Regions from separate parts of the Rattus norvegicus genome. Here region 1 is linked to region 2. Evidence: chromatin contacts called from public Hi-C data. All regions are on one chromosome and are shown on one strand. Each heading gives the region's core, a stretch centred on a gene start, on an enhancer-like site or on the middle of the called end of the contact. The rest is flanking DNA. Distances are from core to core; before and after follow the strand shown. Region 1 holds the start of Ddx6 (DEAD-box helicase 6). Region 2 holds the start of Bcl9l (BCL9 like).

The links. A called contact is a pair of places that touch in the nucleus more often than the background predicts.
Region 1: a Hi-C map of liver shows a contact between it and region 2, with 3 times the contacts expected there. The contact joins the promoter of Ddx6 here to the promoter of Bcl9l in region 2. A contact is called at or near these places in 2 of 12 Hi-C or Micro-C datasets (liver and mammary epithelial cells) and 1 of 1 datasets of contacts at active chromatin or transcription factors (oligodendrocytes).

The regions. Positions count from the first base shown.
Region 1 is chr8:53,827,237-53,831,371 of GRCr8, reverse strand. Ddx6 (DEAD-box helicase 6) reads right to left here and starts at 2,623. Exons shown (of 14, transcript NM_001109292.1): 1 at 2,536-2,623; 2 at 1-46.
Region 2 is chr8:53,705,982-53,710,361 of GRCr8, reverse strand. Bcl9l (BCL9 like) reads right to left here and starts at 1,592. Exons shown (of 11, transcript NM_001106817.1): 1 at 931-1,592.

The sequences.
Region 1 (4,135 bases), core at 1,374-3,873, 120 kb before region 2:
AGCGCTCTAACAAGCTTGAATTATATCTGAATTCACTCACTTCAATCTGAAACAAAGAAAAAAATTAAATTAGCAGACCACAAAGTCAGGGGGAGAAATTGTTCCCTTTTAAAGAACTCCTCTGCAATGGTCATCTTCTCAAGAACCACTAATCGACATACTCAAACCAGATCACTACTTGACATAGGAAAGACATAGCGAAGAACTGCCTTAAAAACCCAACCTACGAAAAATCCAACCTCAAACATTTAAAATTGCAAGAACAAAGCAACTTAGGGGGAAAAAAAGGCAGGAAGATACTATTGATAAAATTCAAATTCATTCTCAAATAACAATCTGTTCTTCAATCTCCTAATGAATTCTCTCCAAGTCCTGCCCCCTCTAAATGTCATTACATTTAATTACATTAAAACTTGAAATATCACTCAATTTACCTCATGTACATCTAGATTTGAACAAGACAATTCACTAACATCTTTCTATTTCTGACAGCAACACAAAAACCTTTAAATGAAAAGACTTTTCAAATACGAAGTCTTCTTACCAGTTTCAATTACAGAAATCAATTTTTTTTTATTGAATTTTGTCCTGACCAAAATAATTGAAGCAGTCAAAAGATCTGTATGGAGCAGTCTACATATCAAAAATCTTCTGCTTGAAAAACTCTAAGATTCTCTTCAACTGGAGGGGGGGGGGCAAAGAAAAAAGAAAGCCCCAATACCAAAAGTTGAATGAAAGCTGTTAGTGTTGCCTTTTACTATAACACTTTTCAAAAAGTATGTCCTAATTTAAAATAAAGTTTAGGGGTTGGGGATTTAGCTCAGTGGTAGAGGGCTTGCGTAGCAAGCCCAAGGCCCTGGGTTCGATCCCCAGCTCCGAAAAAAAGAAAAGGAAAAATAAAAAAGTTTAAACGTACGTACGTACGTGTGTGTGTGTGTGTGTGTGTGTGTGTGTGTGTGTGTGTGTCCTATAGTAAAAGGGGAAAGAAAAACCAGAGGGCTAAACTTGTAGTTTTAATAAAATTCTCCCAAATCACCCTGAATAGCGAGTCTAATTAAGTTATTTTTAAGAAAGAGTTGGTCAACCTCCTCTACTTTAAATTGTTCCCCAAATGGAATTCTCAAAATTTGGCAAATAAAAAATTACTAAGGACCAGTATAAGCCCAACTCGTTCAGTTTTATTTTGTAACCCCCTTACATTATTTCACTGGTTCCCAAAACACTAGCTTAATTAGTGCTAGTTATCTTTGCCACACACCAAGTGTCCCAAACCCAAAATTTTCAAGTCAAAGGATATCTCGTTATATATCAACTTGCTCACAAATGCTGCTTATCACATAAAGCTGTTTATTTGTTCTGTTAATAGGCATTTTCTGTATTGACAGCATATGATCAACAGTATGAGGTACGTCAAACAGGAAGGCTTCCTATTTGTACAGCACTAAGAGGCTGAAGGGGGCAACCTCTGAATACTAACGGACACCATCAGTACTGTCAATCAAGCCCAGTAAGACCCAGTGCCTTAAACCCAGAGACTTCGATAACTGCTCTCTCCAGAAACAGATACCTGCACTGCAGTTTTATGTCTCAGTTGGGGAAATATTCGTCCTACCCCTTCCCAATTTAGATTTGCAAGTTATAGTCTTAAAACAAAACCACGAAGGAACGTAGACTTAGCTGGGAGGAGCCCCTGGCAGAGTTAATTACAGCACGGCCCAGACCGTGGTTAGCAATTGACAGTTTCACACCTAAAACAGTACCATAAGCTCCAACAAGGGCTTTTGTTTGCAAATACAGCGCGATTTCTCTAAGCCTCAGCAGGAAGTTGGAGTGATTGGGGTTTTTCTGAAGGAAAAGGGGGGCTATGGAAAAGGAAAAACCAAGCTAAGACTCGGAGTCCAGTAACCGTAGGGCAATAATTCCTCTCCCCCTCCCCCAACTACACTCTACAAATCCAGCTCCTTCAGATCAAAACGCAAAAGGGTTTTTTTCTGCCCTGCAATCTATCTGCGCCACAAGAGCCGGAACCAGCTCTGCGAGTGGGAAACAATAGGGACTCCCCTCAGAAGGCCCGGAAGAGAACCCCAAAAACTGGACCGCCTCCCCTTTCCTCTTACGCCGCTGAGTCTCCCCAAACCCTATGTTCCCACCAACCTGCAAGGCCTACTTGCAACCGAGCAGCTGCGGGTCCTCTCCTAGCCCAGTCTCCGGACAGCACAGCCCTGCCGCCCCCAACAGGGCTGCCTCGCACTCCCAACCTCACTCCGGAGTCCCGGCCGCCGCTCCGTCCCCGCTCCCGTCTACCACACCGCTCGCCCAGAGCACTCCACCGCTCCTCCTCCAGACCGGGCACACACCACATTCCTCGGTTCCACTCCTCTCCGCCGCCGCCGCTGCTCCTCTCAGCGGCCACCCGCCCGTCCTCCCGGGCCAGGCCTGGGCCTCGGGCTTCCGCCCCAAGCGCGCCCTGACTCCCGCCCGAGGGGGCTCCCCGCGACCCTCAGGGCCCTACCGACCCCGACCACACCGCCTCACCCCACGCCCCGCGGCTCGGGCCCGAGTCCTACCACCCAGGCCACTCCCGCTCCGCACCCTCGGTCCTTTATTGTTGACTCGAAGCTCCCAAAATGGCGGCGGCTCCTTCCTCCTCGGAAACCTCCGCCCGCCCCCACCCGGCCCCTCGCCGCTACGCCCGCCGCCCCGCCCCCGCCGCGCCGCTCGCCGCCCGCGCCGCCGCCGCCGCTGCCGTCCCGCGCTACCTCGGCCGTAGCCCGCTGTGCCGGCGCCCCGGATGTCGCCGCTGAGCGGAGCTGACTCTGCTGCTCTGCCCCCTCCCTCGCCCGCCGCTGTCGTCTCCCTCCCTCCTTCCCAGCCTCTCCGCATGGCGGCGGCTGCGGCTCCTCCTCCACACAAGATGGCGAGAGCTCCGCCGCTGCAGCCGCCGCGGCGTCACGGCTTCCTGGGCGCGGCGGGCGAGGGTCGGGAGAGACTCGTTACTGATGGGACCGAGCTCAGGGAAACACGGGGCTGTTTTCGGGAAGGACGGACGGACGGACAGACGGACGGACGGACGGACTGGAGAGCTTGCCTGCAGAGCTGAGGAGACCAGTGGGGAAATGAATGGTGGCCGGGGAGTGTCGTCCTTGCCTTCGTCCCTCCTGAGCTGGGCTGGCCGGGCCGGGCGGAGGGGACGCCTGCTGACTGCTGACCGGGGACGCGCTCGGAGGGCAGCCTGCGCCGGTCCGGAAGCTGACCTGGGGTGGCCGGGAGGCTGCTGCGAGGCCAGGGCGCACCTCCACCCAGGGACGTGCAGAAAAATTGGGCCTGAAGGGCCGAGGCTGTCGGCGAGGCAGCGGGGAAAGCGTGAACCGGGAGCCCGCCCTAGGTCGTGGGCTACCAAGCCCAGAGTGCAGGCGAGGTGACCCTTTGCTCCTGCCGGCAGTGGCACTCTTCTAGAAAGAAGGGCGGGTCGCCTCTACGAGGGAGGTCTCGCTGTGAAAATGGGAAACCAGTAGATTCTGCTGCCTGACCCTCACTGCAGACAGCTATCTGTGCATTTGTTTCTATGATTCTCAGATCCTGAGGTCTTATCCTTAACCTAGAAAGCAGTCTTGTTTCAAGTAAAACAAACATTTCTTGTGTGTTAAGTAAAAATCGAGCTGGGCCGAAGTGAAAAACCTGCGTCCTACGCTGCTGGAGGGCTGGAAATACTGACAATGGTCAAATCATTTGTGACAATACGACTCCATACTAGATCACTCGTTAAGGGGTCCTGAACAGTCAATACTCGTAGTCAGTGACTAGCAGCTTCCATATTTTTTACCGCTGCTTCCAACTTGAGACCAATCAGAGAAAGCCAAATACGCTCTCTAAGCCAATGACTCCCTGCTTCCAGCCCTTCTCCTGCTTTCTAGACAGCAACATCCAATCAGAGTAAGCCTGAAGCACCCCTCCCCAACTGCTGCGCTTTTCGTGTGTGTGTGTGTGTGTGTGTGTGTGTGTGTGTGTGTGTGTGTAGTGCTTGTGTTAGTAAGTGTGTGTGTGTGTAGTGCTTGTGTTAGTAAGTGTGTGTGTAGTGCTTGTGTTAATAAGTGTGTGTGTGTAGTGCTTGTGTTAGTAAGTGTGTGTGTGTGTG
Region 2 (4,380 bases), core at 343-2,842:
CACACACACACCAAGCAGCAGACAGAACAGAAGGAGGAGGGAGGAAGGTGGTGTCAGAAAAACCCGGAAGGAAGGAAGCTGGACAGACAGACAGAAACTAATCCTTGCTTCATTGCTCCAGAGAGACACTCTTTTGACTCCCAGACTTTGAGGGATGTTCTATTTCTCCGTCTCCAGGGGGGTGGGGTGGGGGCGGCGGGAGGGAAGACGCCGGACCTCCATATCCTCTGAAACCAAATTCCAGCAGCCCTCGGAGTAGGGCCATACTCCAGCTACGCAGAGGGCCTAAGTCTTACTTCTCTTCTTCATATCCCTCACCCCCCAGGGGCTCTTTTGAATCAAGACAGGAGCCACCTTTCCTTGGCAGTGCAGAGAAACCTCCAAGGAACTGTATGACTGCCCCACCCCCAGCCAAGCCCACAGCACTCAGAATCCTTCGCAGGGGAGGCTCCTCTGGCTCCTAAGGCTGAGAGGCAGTGCCTAGGGGCAGAGGACCCAACCTCTCACTCTTGTCCCAACCCTTCTCCCCCAGGAGGCTCCCACGAGTCAGGGGAAGAGTGCTGGGTGCTAGGACCCAAGAGTTAGTGAGCCTGAGAGGGGGACTACATCTCCCAGAAGCCCCCAGGGCAGAGTTCCCTGCTCCAGCTGGCCCAAGGCCGGCCTTGTTCTCTGCGCTAAGGTGGTAGGGTCTCCTGGCTGCCACTAAGCCCTTCTCGTAGTGCTCCGAGAGTGCCAGCTTCGTTGAGGACCTAAGAATTTCTTCTGGTGACCCTAGAGGAGTCCCCCGCTTCCTAAACAGCCTGGGGTGCGAGCTAGAACGCAAGAGACAATCATACTGCGCTTCCCCTCCCCAATTTAAACTGGATCTCGCTTGGCGCGCTCCAGCTGGCCTGGCATGACTTTAGCCCTCTGCCCCAAACCAACCCTCACCTCGCACCGGTCGGGGGTCCTCACGCCAGGCCGGAGCTGGACGCCATAACCAGATCAGGGTCGTTGGGTGGACTGGGATCCTCCAGCAGGACGGTGGAGTCGTGGAGAAGGCGGGCAGGCGGTGGTCTTTTTGATCCTGGACGCCTTGATCTTAATACCAGCCCGGCCCGCGAGCAGGTATCCCGGAGGCGCTGGTTGCCTGGGTTCCTGCCTCCCAACCGCGGAGCATGGTCCTGGGCGCCGGCAGCAGCGGGAGAGCTACCGCACCGCCGTGCCCGGGCTCCGGGCTGGGGTCTCGGCCCAAACCTCCCAGCTCCGGCTGCTGCCGCTCCTGCTCCTCCTCCTCCCTTCCTTCCTTCCTTCCTTCCTTCGCCTCCTCCTTTCACTTTCCCCGAGGCCCGCGGGGACGGCGGGCACGGGGCGGGGAGGGGGCTGTCTAGGCGCTTATTGTTGGTCGGATGCCGAGGGTCCAGATCGCAGCCCCCGGGCGGCGCGGCGCCAGGGGACCCAGGCGTGCGGGCGTCCGGCCGGCTGGCTCCGGGCGGCGGCGGTGCTGCAGCGGCCCCGGATCCGGGGCATGTCCGGCCACTGGCTCCGCCGCGCGCCGCCGCCTCCCCGGGATCCCCTGCGCTGCCGGAGCCACGCTCGCCCCTCCACTCGGCTCCTCTCCCCAGCCTGAATAAGCATCGGGGCTCTCTGGCTGCCTCCTTCTGCCTTCATACCAGAGCCGGGAGAGGCCCCTGTCAAAATAAGAGCTCCCCCATCTCGCCCGACTCCTCGCCCAACCCGGCTCCCCCAGCCTCCCAGTGGTCTGACTCGGTAAGGCGCCCGACCGGCTAGCAGGAGGCAGTTGGCCCTGGGCGGGGAAGGGGCCTTGGAGCCACCCTCCCCCTTTCCTAAGGCTTTGGGAGGAGTAGCACCCAAAGCATCGGAGGCTAGGGAGAGGTCTGAGAAACCTACCGTGCTATCTGCACGGATTGGAAAGAGTGGGAGGGGGTTGGGGATTTAGCTCAGTGGTAGAGCACTTGCCTAGGAAGCGCAAGGTCCTGGGTTCGGTCCCCAGCTCCGAAAAAAAAGAACCAAAAAAAAAAAAAAAAAAAAAAAAAAAAAAAGAGTGGGAGTAGCCTGGACGGACACACACACACACACACACATCTAGCTCCCCTCTTTATTGTACCCACCTACATTCATTTTGCACTAAGAACATTCCCCCCTCCCACTGAGGACATAGACTGAATTTTTTTTTTCAATTAAACCTTCAGCAGTGCAAATTGGATGCTTAGAAAATGTTTGAGGAAGCGAAACCTTTGTCTTCTCAAACTCTTCCTCACCTCAAAAGGCATCACACATACATTCACAGCACACACACAAAAACACCATCCTATAGGATGTCAGACCCGTGGAGGGAAAAAAATTCTACACAGTTTTTAAAAGCACTGCATGTATTACCTCAATGGTTACCACGGATTCACAAGGAAGGGGTTATAGCCCCGTTACATAAATGAGAAAAGCAAGGCTTGTGTGACTTAAGGAATTACTGAGTTGCACAATTAGAATTGTGAACCTAGGACTAGAATTCAAGTCTTCTTCTCTCAGGACACTTTTCTTCTATCCCGCTGCCCCTTCACCTAGAATGAGATCAACCAGTGCTGAGCACTGCCTGTTTCAGAAAGAAAGGACACTAGCAAACTGTGTGTCTTCAGTTCCCCCTCACCTGTCACATCTGTACCACCCACCAGAGTACTGATTGTCCTTTCTCCTTTCTGTACATCTGGCTGGCACAAGATTCCTGAGGACTCAGATCATAACTGCCAGTCTCTATGTTCCTTCCACGAATGACTCAAGTGTTGGCCAGGTTGACAGTAGGGCTTCAGTGAATGTTGACTGAAGGAGTGGATGGGCCCAGGAGCTGGGCACTGGGCAAGATCTGGGAGGTCCAGATGGGGGCAGGGGCATAAGCCTTGAATGAAAAAGACTTCAGGGTGACAGGAAATGAAGGCCAAAGGATCAGGAGTTCAAGATCATCTTGAACCTGAGCTCAAACTGGGCAAATATGACTTTCTATCTAAAATAATAAAATAAACAATAGTAATAGATAAAAATAAACAAAAGCCCTGAAAGTGGAGAGAATGACTCTATGACATGTGTGTGTGTGTGATAACATTATGACTTACAGAACACTGTTGTATTACTGAATGGCCATATTTTAGGGTTGACTTTTGTTTGTAAATAGGGTCTCTGTAGCCATGGCTGTTCTAGAACTCACTCTGTAGACCAGGCTGAACTCACTGTGTAGACCAGGCTGTCTTTGAATGCACAGACCTGCCTGCCTCTGCCTCCCAAGTGCTGGGATTAAAGGAATGGCCCATGATGCCCGGGGACTATGTTTTGTTTTTGTTAATAGAACTATTTTTATTTTATATGTATGAGTGTGTGTCTTCATATGTGTTATGCACCCGTGTGTGCCTGGTGTCCACCGTTGTGAGCTGCCGTGTGGGTTCTAGGACTGAGTCTGGGCCCTCCCTGAGAGCACCAAGTGCTCCTTCCCATGAGCCATTTCTCTAGCCCCTCATCATCATTTAAATCCTCTCAACACACAATGCCCAAGTGTATACTAACTACTGTATCAAGCACTGTGCTAGGTTAAGGATTTAATCACCCCAATTCTATGAAGTATGTCTATCTTTTTTTTTTTCTATTCTTTTTTTCGGAGCTGGGAACCGAACCCAGGGCCTTGCGCTTGCTAGGCAAGCGCTCTACCACTGAGCCAAATCCCCAACCCCAAAGTATGTCTATCTTTAAACAAAAGAAAAGGAACTGAAGCCCAGAGAAGCTGAGCTCTGTGATCCCCATACTTTGGACAGTAGGACCATGAATTTGAGTTTAATTTTCTTTTCCCTTTAGGGTCTCCAGGGTATACTACTGACCACAGGCAGAGAACCAGCAAACAAATTGACTCCAAGTTACTCTGTGGATCAGCCTCAGATCACAAATGACAAGACACTTGGGCTTCACTGGGACAGGTTCTCACTATAGCCCTGGCTAGTCTGGAACTCTCTATACAGAGCAGGCTGGACTTGAACTCACAGGGATTCATTGCCTCCGCCTCCTGAATGCTAGGATTAAAGGCATGTACCACTAATTCGTTTTGGCATAAGTCCTGTTCATAGTAGGTCCAGAAGTCAGTATTAATAGTGATGGCGACAGGCTGGAGAGATGGCTCAGCCCTAAAAAGCTAGGCTCACAACCAAAAATATACTGGTGGTGGGTGGGTTGCAGGGGTCTCTAACGTAGTGCATAACAAAACCCAAAACCCAAGAGTATTTGGTATGTCCCATGAAGAGGCAGCCTTGTGGAGCGCTCCCCTGGGTGTGGCTGTGACTCATTCCCCCAATGTAGGTTCCAGGTCTGGATGCAGAGCCGAGGTTTGGGCAGCCACGAGTTATGGGT